Linked DNA regions of Sus scrofa: all the other regions are linked to region 2. The links are chromatin contacts, called in public HiChIP or PLAC-seq maps. All regions are on one chromosome and are shown on one strand. The core of a region is the stretch at or near the end of the contact, and the rest is flanking DNA. Distances in the headings are between cores, read along the strand shown. Region 1 overlaps MIP (lens fiber major intrinsic protein). Region 2 holds the start of COQ10A (coenzyme Q-binding protein COQ10 homolog A, mitochondrial). Region 3 holds the start of SMARCC2 (SWI/SNF complex subunit SMARCC2).

What was found. HiChIP or PLAC-seq counts read pairs in DNA pulled down with a chosen protein or histone mark.
Region 1: a contact with region 2 is called in an H3K27ac HiChIP or PLAC-seq map of alveolar macrophages. The contact joins the enhancer-like site here to the promoter of COQ10A in region 2. A contact is called at or near these places in 5 of 47 Hi-C or Micro-C datasets (alveolar macrophages, embryonic fibroblasts, heart right ventricle and 2 more) and 1 of 2 datasets of contacts at active chromatin or transcription factors (alveolar macrophages).
Region 3: an H3K27ac HiChIP or PLAC-seq map of skeletal muscle shows a contact between it and region 2. The contact joins the promoter of SMARCC2 here to the promoter of COQ10A in region 2. A contact is called at or near these places in 1 of 5 promoter capture datasets (liver), 6 of 47 Hi-C or Micro-C datasets (embryonic fibroblasts, epiblast stem cells, heart right ventricle and 3 more) and 2 of 2 datasets of contacts at active chromatin or transcription factors (alveolar macrophages and skeletal muscle).

The regions. Positions count from the first base shown.
Region 1 is chr5:21,786,399-21,789,098 of Sscrofa11.1, forward strand. It overlaps MIP (lens fiber major intrinsic protein), which reads right to left. Exons shown (of 6, transcript XM_021092895.1): 6 at 2,642-2,700. Among named protein-coding and RNA genes, the nearest start is that of SPRYD4, 17 kb to the right of the region's middle. Within about 2 kb of position 1,398, at least 62 of the 83 cell types and tissues checked have an H3K27ac peak or open chromatin away from gene starts, as enhancers often do. A contact at or near this core is called in alveolar macrophages, omental adipose tissue and subcutaneous adipose tissue, where this site is marked.
Region 2 is chr5:21,663,817-21,666,584 of Sscrofa11.1, forward strand. It overlaps COQ10A (coenzyme Q-binding protein COQ10 homolog A, mitochondrial), which reads left to right and starts at 1,436. Exons shown (of 5, transcript XM_003126267.4): 1 at 1,436-1,780; 2 at 2,332-2,478. The coding sequence starts at 1,659.
Region 3 is chr5:21,585,413-21,588,180 of Sscrofa11.1, forward strand. SMARCC2 (SWI/SNF complex subunit SMARCC2) reads right to left here and starts at 1,365. Exons shown (of 29, transcript XM_001929168.6): 1 at 1,133-1,365. The coding sequence starts at 1,243. It overlaps TRNAS-CGA (a tRNA gene), which reads left to right and starts at 2,167; the gene lies at 2,167-2,248.

The DNA.
Region 1 (2,700 bases), core at 148-2,647, 120 kb after region 2:
CTGCAGAGGACTCATTTACATGCGTTCTTCCTCCCAGTTCCAGTTCCTAACAGAACTCTGTTCTATTCATTTCTCTCCACCCGTGAGCACAGTGCACACACAGTTCATGGTGGGAGCTCAGTAACCTTTTGGCTGTATAAGTGCCACTGATAATAGAGAGGTAAAATACATCAGGGACACAAAGAAAAAAGTGATTACTTTGGCCTAGGATGTCTGGAAATAGAGGTTTTCAGAGGTACAATTCAGCTCAATCCTGAAAATGAAGTTCATTTGGCAGAAGGAGCAGCAGGAGCAGCAGGAGCATAGGTACTGAGGCATGAAAGAGCACAATTTTCTGAGGGCTGTGAGTATAAAGGGCATGAGACAGGAAAACATAGAAAAAAAAATGAGCTGAGAGGATCAGGGCCAGACTGCCAAAGACCCTGGACACCCACTAAGGATTTAAACCTGACTGTGGGTGGCCAGAGAGGAGTTTTAAATTTAATTTGAAATGTCCAGATTGACTTTTATAAAGGTAATTATGTAATGGCAGCACAAGGGCCGAGTAAAGAACTGAGTGGCTTCAGGGATGGAACTTAATGGCTGATGGGCCAGCGAGGGAAAGGAGGGAAGGGAATGAGAAATTCATTTCATAAAAACTCAAGATTTAAGTCAAGCGACCAGTGAATTCTGGCTCCAAGCTGCCCACCTGGCTTTTTTTCCAGGTCTTAACTGGACAAGGAGTTCCAAAGTGGAAATGCCCGGGAAGCTCCTGTCTTACTTCAGGGGTTCCAAGCCCCTTCGCATCACAGCCCCACCCCGCGTGAGGGCAAAGCAGTGCTGAGTGGCACGAGGAGAATAAGGGGCCATCCCAGGTAAGTTGGAAACAGTGCTGCACCTACCTAGAACGCCGGGTGGGGAATTGCGCGTGCGCACCTAAAGCGCGCGTCCCGCCCCCTGCTTTTAAACTGGGTGGCAAGAAAGGGAACTCCGCTCCTCCCAGGAGTGCCCCCACGGCTCGAAGGGACGCAAGCTGCTTAGAGCCCTCTCGCCCACACCGTCACTCACCCGCTCCCCGCCGGTCTTCAAGATCCCCGCGGAACCAGAGCCCCTCACGCGCAGGGCAGTACGTTTCCCGCCACCCGGGAGCGCCAGACCAGCCCCCCGCCTACGTAGGGAGGGGGCGGGGCGAACAGGACTGGTCCATGTGACCCCGAGCGGGCGGGGGGGGTGAATGTTGGTGATGAATTAAGAAAAAGGGAAGCGAGTACAAGTAATGTTTTATCTGAGTCGGTCCCTTAAATTGAGCCAAAACTCACAGCGCAGTGGATTTCCTGCTGAATGAAAATAATTGGGATCTAAGTCCGAGGAGAGGTGAATGTGCAGACATTCTTCCCCTTCTCCTAGTCAAGTGGATTATTCCAAAGTCTTACCCACGATTAGTTAGAAAAGGTAGGCTTTATTTGTGAGGAATTGGAGAGTTGAGCTAGGCGGGAAAGTGGTCTTTTGCTGGGCTGGGGTGTCTGTCTTACTACAGGTATAGGTTTAAAGCTTGCGAAGCATGCAGGAGGCTTCAAAATGGAAGAGGTTAACATAAGTACTCATCATTAGGATCATTAGGTCAGGGTCTCCTCTGGCCCCTGTTGAGATGAGTATTTTCCCATCAACAGAAGATAGGGATCAAACGGTGTCTCTTGAATTATTAAGAGTTGGATAGAAAGAATCAATTTCTGGGACATGTGTAGAGTTAGAAGAGATTTGCTGAAGATGAGAAGGACAGATGAGAGAAAAGTGAAAGGACAAACACAGAAAAGGAAAATAAAGACGACTTTAGAACTGGTGATAAAAGCGGAAAGATGCCATTTGAAGAGTGTTTTGGTCTGCTGTAAATTAAAACTCTTGAGGGTCAAATTCTCTCCCACCACTTCCCCCTACCTCTGCCTTTGCTCCAGGCATCAGATTTCCTGTTTTGGCCTAAGGGAGCTCTTCTGGGCTTAAATATCATCTGCCTGGAGGCCACACAGGGAGGATAGCTACTTAATTTTTCCAGATTCTAGGTTCACCCACCCTTTATTCAGCTGGGGAGCTCAATGGCCCAGGGCCTCCAAGAGATCCATCCTGCCAGAATGAAAACAAAACCCAGCCAAGTGGTGTAGACAGGTTGATGTGGATTTACAGAACAATTCAAACTCCAGTGTTCGCTTTTCTCAGAGCTACTTCCCCACCCAAGTCCCTGGGGCAAGCATCCCTGAGATAAGTAAGCTACACTCTCCTGTTAACTTCTCCAAAACTTTTTGGTACAACTGCATCCTGATCTGGGGTGGACACCTCCATTTCCTCTCCAACTTTCAGCTGCTTCTCCCAACCCTTGGAATGCCTCAGTCTCCTGCACTTCTCTCTCCACCTGCCTCCTCTAAGGAGTAACTAACTGCTTCCCTGCTCCCTCAGAAACCCAGAGCCATACACTTGACTGGCACTATGGTAAAGGCCGTAAGGTCTTGGTGTCCTGTACTTACCACACCAGGTTGGGAGAGGAAGGTGTAGGATGACACCTCTTTTCCCTTCCCTACCTCTCACGCCATGCCCCCAAACTCAGACATAGCCATGTTCACTCACAGTCATACAAACAACCATGCACGCACAGCGGCGAAGAGAGGTGGGATGGGGAGGAAGGGAAGTTTGCACCAACCAGCTCATGAATGCAACTTGAAAGATTTCACA
Region 2 (2,768 bases), core at 186-2,685:
AATAAAAAAATAAAAATAAAAATAAAATAAAATCAATCCATATCTGGTAGAAATCCCAAAATGAATGCCAATCTCCAAGGGGAGAGATGGAGAGTTTATATCTGTCCCCAGTCCCCTGTTTCTGGACAAGATATCTCTGTTCCATACAACAATTAGACCCCAAAGTAACAGTCTTTGTTTTTCTTTTGGCAGTTACCCCCAGCAGGTGTTCTTATGCCAGCAGGTGGAACACGTGCCTTAGCAGAGACCCAAGCTGTTGTAGTGACAATGGCTGTATCCTTAACCTCTTGAGCCACAAGAGAACTCCTTTTCTGGGGGGAGGGGGCATCTGCAGCATATGGGAGTTCACAGGCTAGGGGTCGAGTCAGAGCTGCAGCTGCCAGCCACAGCCACAGCAACACAGGATCCAAGCCATCTCTTGGACCTACAACCACAGCTCATGGCAACGCTGGATCCTTAACCCACTTAGCAAGGCCAGGGATCAAATCCTCATCCTCATGGATGCTAGCTGTATCCCCTCACCCTCACAACACTACTCAGCTAAAGATTTCCTGAATGTGGAGGGCATGGCTAAAGATTTATGCTCTGGAGTTCCCATTGTGGCGCAGTGGTTGATGAATCCGACTAGGAACCATGAGGTTGCGGGTTCAATCCCTGCCCTTGCTCAGTGGGTTAACGATCCGGTGTTGCCGTGAGCTGTGGCGTAGGTCGCAGACGCGGCTGGGATCCTGCCCTGCTGTGGCTCTGGCTTAGGCTGGCGGCCACAGCTCCGATTGGACCCCTAGCCTGGGAACCTCCATATGCCGCAGGAGCGGCCCAAGAAATGGCAAAAAGACACACACACACACAAAAAAAAGATTTATGCTCTAAAGACTAAAGCAGAGAGGCTTGAATTGCACTGCAATAGCATAAACATCTTTTTCTTTCTTTTTCTTTTCTTTTTTTTTTTTTTTTTGGCTGTACCTACAGTTCTCCGGCCAGAGATCGAACCCTGCCACCTGAGCTGCAGTGACAATGCTGAATCCTTAACCCACTGAGATACAAGAGAACTCCCTCTATAAATATCAAAAGAGAAAACTACGCAAACTCTTATCCCAGAGCTTGGAAGGTTAATTTAATTTTCTTTCTCAAAGATACTAGGCACTATGGAGGCTACAAAGATCAAAGGAACTTCTAACTATAAACAAGGCAAAATATGGTAAAGGTTCTAAGAAAAACATTCAGAAGACCCACGGGCTTCTGCAGTCGACAGGCCCATGAAGTCGCCTCTGTGCTTATGTATCAAGTCTGTGACTACGGACTCGCTAAATTAGTTTCCCTGGCGACCTCGTTCTGCATCCTTTCAAACACTAACTCCAGCTCCCTTTTCTCGCCAGAGGTGCGAAACTACATCTCCCGACAGGCCGCGTGGTCCCCTTCCTTCCCCCCTCTCCGGGTCCTGAGCCATGGCAACAGCGTGACGTGGGGGTACTGAGAGCCGCGGGAGCAGCGGTCGCGGCTTCAGTTCTAGGCTACCCAGTCGCCCGGGCGGGAGGAGCCGCCGGCCCGGCCCTCGGGGGCCCTGAACTCGCCCAGCGATCGCTTCCCTCCGCTCTTCCTCTGGAGTGAGGAAGGCGCAGCGGGTATCAGAGCCAAAAGGGCAAGGGAGGGTCGCGCGCATGGCCTCGGCGGGCGCGCGGCGGCTCCCGGCGGGTACGCGCGCCGCTGCCCGGGGTTGCGGTGGCTTCTCTGTGCGCCCGGCCCCGCCCCCGGGCCCTCTGCGACCGCCAGGACCAATGAGGTGAGACGGTGGTGCGGGAGGCAGCGCGCGAGCAAAGAGGGTCTTCCAGTACCCCGAAGTTCCGTGATGGAGGGTTGCGAGTCTGGCTGCAAGCGCAGCGTGGACGGCAGCGGCACCGTGGCATCTAATGCAGAGCTTTGGGGACTCTTTTGCGAGTTTTTCGCGAGGCGGAGTCCCCAGGGTGGGTACCGAACCACTTCTTGCCCCTCATGGGCATCCTGCACCAATGCGGTTGGCGAGGCTCAGCGGACTATGATGTTTCTTTAGAGCCCTCGCATTCAGCAACAGCGTACCCTCCAGTCTAAGGCAACTGGAGCTTCGCACGCACCCCGCTTTTTCCCATCTCCTCTCTGGGCACTGTCCTCAGCCGCCCTCGACCTTTTCGCACTCGTGACTGCCTGGCTGGGGAGCTTGGCGGGCTGCAGCAGGTGCTAGGGGGAAAGCTTGTCTGGACGACCTTCCTCGGGGATATGCCCCTCTTCACTTTCACCTGGTTGAGGAACACAAGGAAAGATTCGTGACGTTTCTCTCTCCTTTCCTTTTGGCCTTAGATTTCTGATGTCCTGCAGCCTCTTCTTGCCCCGGGCTGTCCAGGTCTTGGCGGCTGAGGCTGACTTATCTCCCAGACGTTCCTTTATGGGCTTTGCTGCCCCCTTCACCAACAAGCGAAAGGCTTACTCCGAGCGTAGGATCATGGGGTGAGCATCCTCTCCTGTTTAGCTTCTCTGCACATTCCCTTTCCCTCTAAACAAAAAACTATGTCCTGGCTAGAACATAAGGATGGCGATAGGGGGCAGGATTCATCCCTGGCCATCCCATTCTCCCCAGCTATATTACCGATCCTTTATCCTCCTCTGTCGGCCTTAATTTCCCCCTTCTTTGTTGCTGTGCATTAAGTGAAATGTGACTAGAGTTGGACAACATGACAACAGGGTATTATTTCTCTGCTGACCTGACTTTATTATTCTGAGCACAATATGAGCTAACA
Region 3 (2,768 bases), core at 115-2,614, 78 kb before region 2:
TCAAAGGTAAGAAGCCTGGGAACAAGAGTCTCACACTGGGGTACAGAAAAGCCACACACCCAGCAGCTGTTTGTCAGGATCCTGACACCTGAGAGGAGAGACCTTCCAGAACAGGGCCAGGCTCCTGACCAGGATCAGAGGGGCATTCTCCTAAACCGCCCATCATGCTTCTGACAGGCTGCAAAGCTGAGCAGGAAGAACTGGGGAGCTGAAGGAAAGTCAGAAAGAGAACCCCTAACTGGGGGTAGTGAGAGGAAGAGAGAGGCAGACGGTTTCCAGAGAAAAACCCTATGTAGCAATGTTCCTTTCAACCAGGCCTAAAGACAAAGACACCACCAGGAACAGGTTTGGTAGAAGACAGGTAAGGCTTCTTGAACCCTTTGTTCACTACCTTATTATGTCCTGTTATGGCGTGGGGGGCTACAAACATAAAGTGTATCCTGGTCCTGAACCCCAAACCCAAGGCAAGGCACGGCCAGGTGGTGGGGTGAGTTCATTGTGACCCTGAAAATGGTTTTAGAAGGGGTAGCTGCCTGGAACTCCTACACTCTGCCTTCCAAAGAGGTTCTGTTGGAGCGGTAGAGACAGGTGATCTCGGGGTGGGGGCCTTTCTCAGGCTGATGAGCAGTCAAGGGCCTGCTCTGTGGCTGTTTACCCTTCTGCTTTCATCATCTCTCTCTGAACATACACAAAGCACAGGAGAGGCCTCAAACCTGCTGGTACCTGGCTCCGTGGGGAGCTCTGGCGGGCACCGTGGCGGGCACGTTGTAAGGGCGGGGGGTAGGGGGGGTGCCCATTCGGCACCGGGTCCACCCTGGCCGTCTCTCCCGGAAAAGCCCGGAAGGCGATGGCTTGGATGGGTGGGCAGCTGGCACCGGGACCCGCCGGGGCAACGGAGAAAAACAAGGGGCAGAGGGCGCAGCCGTGGGGGCGGGGGTTGGAATCAGCGGCTGGGGGGGGCAGTAAAAGAGGTTGGGGGAGGGGCGCGGGGCGGCGGAAGGCGCGCAGGGGCTGCTACGGCCGCCGCGGGGGAGGGGCCGCGGGCCGCGGGAGGGTGGGCAGGATCCGGGGGGCCGCGGGGCCGCGGTCCCTTTGTCCCGCCCCCAGCCCCCGCGCGGCCCTGCTCACGTACCTTCTTGTAGTTCTTGCCAAGCCAGAGCCGCACGTTGTCGAACTGGGTCACGGTGTCCGCGGCCTCGTAGTACTTCACGTTGGGGCCGCCGTCCTTCTTCCGCACCGCCATCTTCTCGGGCTCGGGCCCCGCCGCCGCCGCCGCCGCCGCCGCCGCCGAGGCCGCCCGCCCCGCTCAGCTCAGCTCCCGCCTCCTCCGCCTCCTCCTCCGCCCGCCTCCCGCCGCCTCCCGCCGCCGCGGCCGCCGCCTCCCGCCGCCTAGGCCGGCCCCGGCTCGCGCAGCGCCCCCTGCCGGCCGTCAGGGCGCGGCGGCGGCGGCGGCGGAGCCCCGGGAGCGGGGCGGACCCTGGCGGCCTCCCCGGCGGCGGCGGCGGCGGAGGCCAGAGCTTTGGGGAGGAGGCTGCTTCCTGGAGGGGGCGCACACTCCCCTGAGATCCCTTTTTAACTGAAGCCTTTTCTTGCTTCTCAGCCGGGGGAGCGGGGTACACTCTGTACCACGCCAAAGCGTTGCCCCTGCCTAAGGAGCCCCCAGCCCATGACTGCGACTGCTTTCGTAGCTATTAAACCGACAGAGTTCCTAATTCCAAGGAACCCCAGGTCTTTTTCCCCAAAAAGATCCTTCCTTTCATCCATCCCCAAGAGACTCCCGTTTAAACTCTCCGGAGCCTCCATCGCTCCTAACTCCTTGTCCCAGGTACCCCTCTCACCCCATAACCCGAAGAATCCCGGAGCCGCTACCGTGGGACCCAGCCCCTTTCCCCCAACCGCTTCCTCTGCAGGCCTCGCCATCGCCTCCTAAATAGCTTGGCGCTCCTTAAGACCCTCGTCTTCGCTGGGTGGGAGCCCCTCCCTCCTAGGGTCACCCGGTCCGCTTGACTCTTCCTTTGAGCCGCATGGAGGAAGCGGTAAGGAGCGGGGTGGGAGGAGGTCATTGGGTTGTGTATTAGGCCTGGCCCAGCTTCTCGCTGTCACACGCCCTTCCTGGTCGCTATGCGGACCCCTTCTGTAAGCGCGCGGCGAAGAACAGCTTCGTGAGTCACGGTGGCCGAGTGGTTAAGGCGTTGGACTCGAAATCCAATGGGGTTTCCCCGCACAGGTTCGAATCCTGTTCGTGACGGTCACTTTTTTTCCCCTTTATACGGAGACTCTAGTCTTGCCACCTGCCCTTCAAGCACTTCGTGTCTCGGAAACAGGGGCCAGAAGGTCCCAATCCTGGATTTGTGTGGGATGAGGGTAATCATGAGAAGCGTGATTATGCACAACCAACTCTGTTAGCTGCGAGGATGCAAGGCACTTTCAGAGTTCCGTAACTTCAGGTTTGCAAGCAGAGTTTTGGCATACGTTGTTTCATTCTTTAGGGAGGGCAGAGCAAAGGATTTGGTTGAAGAAGAGTTAAGTTTTGTTGGGAATGTCAGTGCTTGTGCTAGTATAGTCAAAACTAGAATTCCCAGGTAAAGAGGGCACCTCTGGAGTTCATGAACAGATGTCCCATCTTGTAGATCTTATTAGAATGAAGACCCAGAGGCATTCCTGCTGTGGCTCAGCGGTTAACGAATCCGACTGGGAAGTGTGAGGTTGTGGGTTCGATTCCTAACTTCGCTCAGTGGGTTAAAGATCCAGCGTTGCCGTGAGCTATG